Linked DNA regions of Mus musculus: region 1 is linked to region 2. The links are chromatin contacts, called in public HiChIP or PLAC-seq maps. All regions are on one chromosome and are shown on one strand. Each heading gives the region's core, a stretch centred on a gene start, on an enhancer-like site or on the middle of the called end of the contact. The rest is flanking DNA. Distances are from core to core; before and after follow the strand shown. Region 1 overlaps Lyn (LYN proto-oncogene, Src family tyrosine kinase). Region 2 has its middle 55 kb from the start of Mir3471-2.

Region 1 (3,368 bases), core at 523-3,022, 300 kb after region 2:
AAACGCTTTCAACAGGTGCCTAGCTTGAGTAGGTGTGTGTGGAGCCCTCCTAGCAAGTTCTTGGAATGTTCTTCAATGAGCTGACCCTGGGAATCCATGGCAGAGCATGAGCCCTTGCTGTCTGTGATGCTTGTATCTGTGTTTCCCACACAGGTTTCTAGTTAACTGAGTTTAGGCCTAAGTTGGGATTATTTCCAGCCTCAGCTTCTTTGCATGCCGTGCCCAGGGTCTATATAATTATTAGACTGTTAGCTAGGTGTGACCAGCATTTCAAAAAGGCAATAACTAAGGAGGACTGGAAACGGGCTCAGAGACCATCAGTAATGACCACACAGTTGTTTGTATCCCGCTGGGGCTCTAGAACCTGCCTCTGGCTCATTTCAGCAAGGGATCTCTCTGTCTCCTTAAGCCAAACATTCCATCCAGTTGTGTAACAACTGCTTGGCCCATTCTTCTGCTTAGTCCCAGCACGCTCTGCACTCTTCCACTTTCTTTGGCTTTAGTAAGTTTGCCTAAGGTTGGTGTGTCAGCGCAGTAAGAATAACTGAGGCATGATATATAAAATAAATAAATAAATCTTAAAACAAAAACAAAACCTTAGCTCATTTTACTGAGGGAGATTAGTAACAGCAGCAAAGTTGCACTAGATAAAAGTGAAATAGAAAAGATATACAGTGCGGCCTTTGTCTTAGAGGTGTTTATTATCTGGTTGCCGTGACAACAGTAAGCACCTGAACAGAATAAAAACAAAGGTAAAGCTACAACCCTTAGCTGCCAGTAGTGTTTGTGCAAAACAACACTGTAGAACAGGAGAAAGGTTCAGGGTGGGACTTGGTTGACTCTGGAAGGGGACCCAGGATGAGGCCTGGAAGGAAAGGAAGTGCTAAAGAGCTGCTCCTTTGCTGAGCAGTAGAGGGCAAGGGACTTGAGTGGGCTTCACAGCATGATGTAATGAGGCTGCTGCTCACAGTGATGGAGGAGTCTGGTCCTTCCAGATGAGCTGCTGCAGTTTAAGGCAGAATCTGGGGGGCAATGGACTCTATTAGAAGTAATCCTAATTGGAAGTGACTTCTAACTCTCTTAAACACACACACACAAACATACAGACAAGCACACACAAACACACACACACACACCATAAGCCTGCACACAAGCAAACACACGTAAACACACACACAAGCACACACAAACACACATCACAAACATGCACACAAACAAGCAAACACAAACACACACCACAAACATGCACACACACAAGCACACACAAACACGCACCACAAACATGCACATAAACAAACACAAATAAACACATACAAGCACACATGCACACACACCTTCATTCCTTATCCTTGACTGTAATTTGGTGGAACAATCCTCTAATTTATTTTAGAGCTCTGCCACACTTCCTGCCAGCACTAAGTGGCACCTTCTTCTCTCGAGGTCATTGTCTATTGGAATCCTTCATTCTGCCTCATGCCCTTGCTTTGTTGTCAGAGTATATTCAGTTCATCTTGAGGGACTGTGCTCAGAGGCTCTGGAGAGCTGGACCTACAGCTCTTCCTTAGCAAGATCTTGATAGAGTGAGTCTTACTAACAAGCACAGCCCTCATGTCCTGGTGCCTTATAATGAACTTGTATTATTAAAAATTCAATTTCTTCACTTCTTTTGTCTTAGTTCTGGTTTCTACCACAAATCATCATGGACTGCATGGCTCACACAACAGGCATTTACTTCTCAGAGTTCTAGGGATGTCCGGGAGGAAGTGCCAGCACATTCAGTTCCTGGCTCAGGCATGCACACATGCATGCACACATGCATGCACACACACACATTCTCCCTTAACAGCTATGGCTACCCAAGGTGGAAGGGACCAGGAAGCTCTCTGTGGTCTCTTGTGTAAGGACACCAAGTCTTCCATGATGCCCTGACTTATTACTTTACAACTGCCAACACATAAGGATCATATTGAGGGTCAGGGTATCAATATATGAATTTGGGGGCTACAACATCCAGAGAATAGCATATATTTCCTCACTTAAGAATCTAAGATTATGCCGGGCAGTGGTGGCGCATGCCTTTAATCTCAGCACTTGGGAGGCAGAGGCAGGTGGATGTCTGAGTTCAAGGCTAGCCTGGTCTACAAAGTGAGTTCCAGGACAGCCAGGGCTATACAGAGAAACCCTGTCTCGAAAAACTGAAAGAAAGGAAAAAAAAAAAAAAAAAAAAAAAAAAAAAAAAAAAAAACCAAACCAAAACCCATTACCATGGGGCTAAAAAGATAGCTCAGTAGTTAAGACCACAAACTGCTGTTAGAGAGGGCCCAAGTTCAGTTCCCCGTTCTCATGTTGGGCTGCTCTCAACTGCCTGCAACTCCAGCTCCAGGGGATCTGATGCCCCCTTCTGGCTTCTATGAGCAACTACATGCAATGTTTACACTGTCACACAAAAGATGCACAAACACACACATACACATATGAACACACACAGAGACATACAGATAATAAAACCTTCTTTGAAGTTATCATCATTGTAGATGTTAGGGACAGATTTTAGAAAGGATTCTAAGGGTGACTTTAGCACTATCTTAAAAATGTGAACAACAGGAATAATAATACACATGAAAGAATCTCAAAAGCTCAAGTTCTGTGTTTGTGTTTGTTTTGTTTTTCTTGATGGCCAACCATGACAGCCTATCTAGAATACAAGCCTGAGCCCCTTCTATTTGCAGATTGCAGAAGGCATGGCGTACATCGAGCGGAAGAACTACATCCACCGTGATCTGCGAGCTGCTAACGTCCTGGTCTCTGAGTCACTCATGTGCAAGATTGCAGACTTTGGCCTCGCGAGAGTCATCGAAGATAACGAGTACACAGCAAGGGAAGGTATGTGTGCTGGGCCACAGAGGCCATCTCACTGCAGGCTTGTGCTCTGCTTTCCACACTTTGACCCCCGTGCCTGATGCCCTCCTGTTTCTCCACCCCCAATTCCACCAAGTGTTCTCTCTGTTCCCACAGTCCTCACGTCTACCTTCAAGACAGGGGGTTGCTGTGTAACAAGATTCATAAACAGTAGCAACTATTTTCTTCTTCGCTGTTTCTTAGATAAGGGGTTGTTTTACTCTTTGGTACTGGGGATCAATGGACTAGGGCCTCGTGCTTGCAAGGGAAGAGCTCAACCACTGAGTGGTAGCACGGTCTTGCTGTGTAACCCAGGCTGGCCTCAAACTCTAAATCCTGCTGCCTTAGCTTCCCAAGTGCTGGGATTACACAGGTGTGTACATCCAGCCTCGTATTTCAATTCGTCAAACTAAAACAAAACTGAATTGGCAAAATTAAGATTCTTTTTTTTTTTTTTAGCCTGTCAGGTA
Region 2 (3,539 bases), core at 708-3,207:
AAGAGGTGAAGATCTGGCTTTGCACAAGGGCAGGAAAGATTTTTACCAGGAAGGTGTGACAGAGGTGTGTGTTTGCAGAAAGAAGGGACTATGAGGATGGAGGAAGTGTGGGCACCGATAATGTGTGAGGGAGCAACACTAAAACAAAATGAGAACTTTGGAGACACAGCAGGACCAAAGGTCCAATGAGCATTTCTTACTGCCCAGGACTCAGTGAGGATTGAGACAGAGTCCTGGAGGGCAGGAAGGAAGACACAGGACTGAATTTGAAGGTGAGGATTGCTGGGAACAATGGGAAATGTGCTTAGAGACAGTGCTCTGTGTCACAGTGAGGGAAGCATCCAGGGACCCCAGGAAAACTACAGCAAGCACAGACTGAGGGTGAGGCCTTCAAGGGTGTTAGGGCTCACAGGATAAAGCAAAGGGTCTACAGTCAACAAAAGGATCACACCGAGTAGGAATGTACCAAGAAAACTTAAGCTAAGAGACATGTGTGTACTAGTAGACATATCATCTTAAAGGAACAAGGAGTTGGTATGACCCTGGAAATGATGAAAAAGACTTGGAGAAGCTGCAGAGATTTCTACCACCTACAAATCATAATTTTGTAGAGAAGTGTTCCTACAGCATGTTAATTCCAGAATCAAGGTGTGTGCTCAGTGCCAAGGGAAAGGCCCAGAAAGTCCTTGACTTAGGCCAAGAGAGGAAAAACCATCTGTACCACTGTGCATCCCTCCCCCCATTGCTGCAGTTTCAACCAGTTCATTTATAGTTTTTCACTCTTCCTGGTGTTCTTTATGCCACAAGGAATATGATACAAAGCCACTCTTTGTTTTCTCTAACAGTCCAGATACTCACATTCTATTTCCTTCTTCCCTTGCTTTTGTTAGACTGATTAGGCAAATTGTGTGCAGGGAAATAAACACACAGAAGATGAGGAACATAAAAATGCTTTGTTCACACCTGAGCCTCAGACAACCTTCAAGGTGACACACATTCTTCCAGTCACCAGTTCAAAGCTACGTGAAGCAAGACAGGTGTGCTCTAATTTAAGGATCAATAAATGACTCAGCAAGTTTTTACCCAGCACCTCTTCTATGCACTGATGATACGAACACAAACAAGAACTCATTTAAATATATTGTACATGTTATGGAAGAAATGCTCAGAGGTGACTATTGAGAGCCACGGAGCAGGCAGGAGGGGAAATGGTTCAGGTGGGAGGACAGATGTTAGCAAGAATGTGGGCATGAGGCAAAGGACAGCATCTGCCATGAAGGAAAATTTGGGAAAGGTGCTGAGCTCAGGAAGCATTTGTGAGCTGCAGAGCTGAGGAGGAGGAGGGTGCTGTGGACCACTGCTCCAGGTCCAGTTGGAACTCATGGAGAAGAGTTGTCAGGCATGAAAGGTGGTGAGATACAGACAGTGTGCAGACTTAGAAAGATGAGTAATAGAGGATCACAGAAGGGTACCGCCAGGGGTCATGGAGAGGGCAATGGGGGAAGCTGGCTCTGAAAGTGCTTTTGGTTTTCCAACTGTGAATGCACTTAATGTTGCTGATAGTGCTGAATATGGCTAAACTGCTGCATTTGATGCTATGTATATTTTAACCACAATTGTGTATGTGTCTGATGTGTATGGGGACAGGGCATAGACATGCCATACAACACATGTAGAGGTCACAGGGAAAGCTCAGGTGTCCTTGCCTTCCACCTCAGCTTTACATGGGACTGGGAGATTTGAACTCATTTTCCTGTTTGTGTGGCAAACGATGTACATACCAAGCCATCTTCAAGCTCCTATTTAATCACCACATTTGAAAATCAAAGAATAGGGAAGAAAAGAGAAAGAAGGAAGAGGATGAGAGGGGGCCGGGAGAGAAGAGAAACACCTCTAGTTGGCCTGCCTACACAGTGAAACTTGGAAAGAAGGAAGCTGAGGAGAGAGGAGAAAGAAGAGCTGTCAGCCAATTCTCTGTCTGAGATTTATGGGTGCTGGCCAAGTTTTAGGTCAGCTTGACACAAGCCAGTGTCTTTTAGAAAGAGAAAACCTGAATTGAAGAAGTGTTCCCATCAGATTGGCCTGTAGGCAAGCCTGTGGGCCACTTTTTAAATTAGTGATTGATGAAAGAGTGTGTGAAGAGCTGTGCTGTGAGCAATCGCCATTATAAGATGGTGCTGGCTTCCACTGCGCCTAACTAGTAAACAAGCCTTATGCTCAAGTGCAAGAGTGAATTCACGCCCAGTCATTGCCCATCTCGGGGCGTAGTAATGGGGTGATGGATGAGCAACTAATCAGGTGCTGTCATGCCACATCAGGTGCTGTAACGTCACGCTGCAGGCTATATAAGCAGCACCATTTTCTGAGTTCGGGGTCTTCCTTATGTTGAAGCAATAAAAGCATTGCCCTAGAAGGATCTGGTTGTCCAAGTGAATTCTTGCTGGCGAGATACTAGCTCAGGCAAGAAGTGGCTCCAAGAAACCCGGGAATTTATCATCACCAAGCGCTGATAGGAGACCCCCTGTTTCACGGGGCAGGTTCAGAACTACGGGATACTTTACAGCTCTACAAGGTACATACAGTCTTGAAATTTCTCCAGAATTAGATGCCCTTTTGATTGTTTTCACAGCGATTATTCCTTCCCTTTCGGTTTTGTTTTGCTTCCACCACTGGAACTACTGACTGGTTCTCAGTCGCGGTCAGGCCTGGACAGCGACCAGTATGGGAATCTCCCACTCTGTGGTGACTGCCTTATAGTCGGTCCTGAAGCAGCGTGGCTTGAAAGTCGCCACCAAGACACTAGAAGGCTTTGTAAAAGAGGTAGATCGCACAGCACCGTGGTTTGAGTGCTCAGGGTCCTTAACTATCCCCTCTTGGGAGAAACTCAAGGGAGATTTAGTTAGGGAACTAGAGAATGGCAAACTTAAAGCAGGAACCATGCCGTTGTGGAAGCTGAGAAGATCATGCTTAAAGGACAAGGAATGCCAACAAGTGGTTAAGGCAGGGCAGAGAATTCTGGAAGAAATTCAAGACAGTCTATCAGAGGTAGAGCGGGGAGAGAGATTAGGAGCAAAATGGACACATGGTGTATCAATTAAGCATACAGGCCTTTCCATGGACCTTGAGCCCGAGGAAAAGATAATGTCGAGAAAGAATACTCAGGGTGAGTTTGGAAGGAAGGAGAAGAAAAAAGAGATGAAGAAAGATCAATCAGTGGAGGTCCCTAGGAGAAGGAACCTATACCCACCACTAGATGAGTTTAAGCAGCTAGCTCTTAGTAGCTCAGAATCAGATGAGGGACTTAGACCCTCTGAGGAAACGGACTTGGAGGAGGAAGAAGCTCATTATGAGGGAGAAAGGTACCAGCAAGATAAAATGCAAGCTAATCAGTCCAGAAAAAGGCCAAAAGCAGCTGGCGAAAGCCAGCTTGCTGCTCGGCCTCTGGACTGTAGGCTTCAGGGTCCTAGTGCACGTCCGCCTTATGTGCAGAGGTATCATTCAGACTCATTCATTCCAAAAGAGGAACAGAGGAAAATGCA

What was found. HiChIP or PLAC-seq counts read pairs in DNA pulled down with a chosen protein or histone mark.
Region 1: a contact with region 2 is called in an H3K27ac HiChIP or PLAC-seq map of microglia, with 8 times the contacts expected there. The contact joins two enhancer-like sites.

The regions. Positions count from the first base shown.
Region 1 is chr4:3,778,184-3,781,551 of GRCm38.p6, forward strand. Lyn (LYN proto-oncogene, Src family tyrosine kinase) reads left to right here. Exons shown (of 13, transcript NM_001111096.1): 11 at 2,730-2,883. Among named protein-coding and RNA genes, the nearest start is that of Gm22781, 17 kb to the right of the region's middle. Within about 2 kb of position 1,773, at least 22 of the 459 cell types and tissues checked have an H3K27ac peak or open chromatin away from gene starts, as enhancers often do. A contact at or near this core is called in microglia, where this site is marked.
Region 2 is chr4:3,480,319-3,483,857 of GRCm38.p6, forward strand. No RefSeq gene overlaps it. Among named protein-coding and RNA genes, the nearest start is that of Mir3471-2, 55 kb to the right of the region's middle. Within about 2 kb of position 1,958, at least 5 of the 459 cell types and tissues checked have an H3K27ac peak or open chromatin away from gene starts, as enhancers often do. A contact at or near this core is called in microglia, where this site is marked.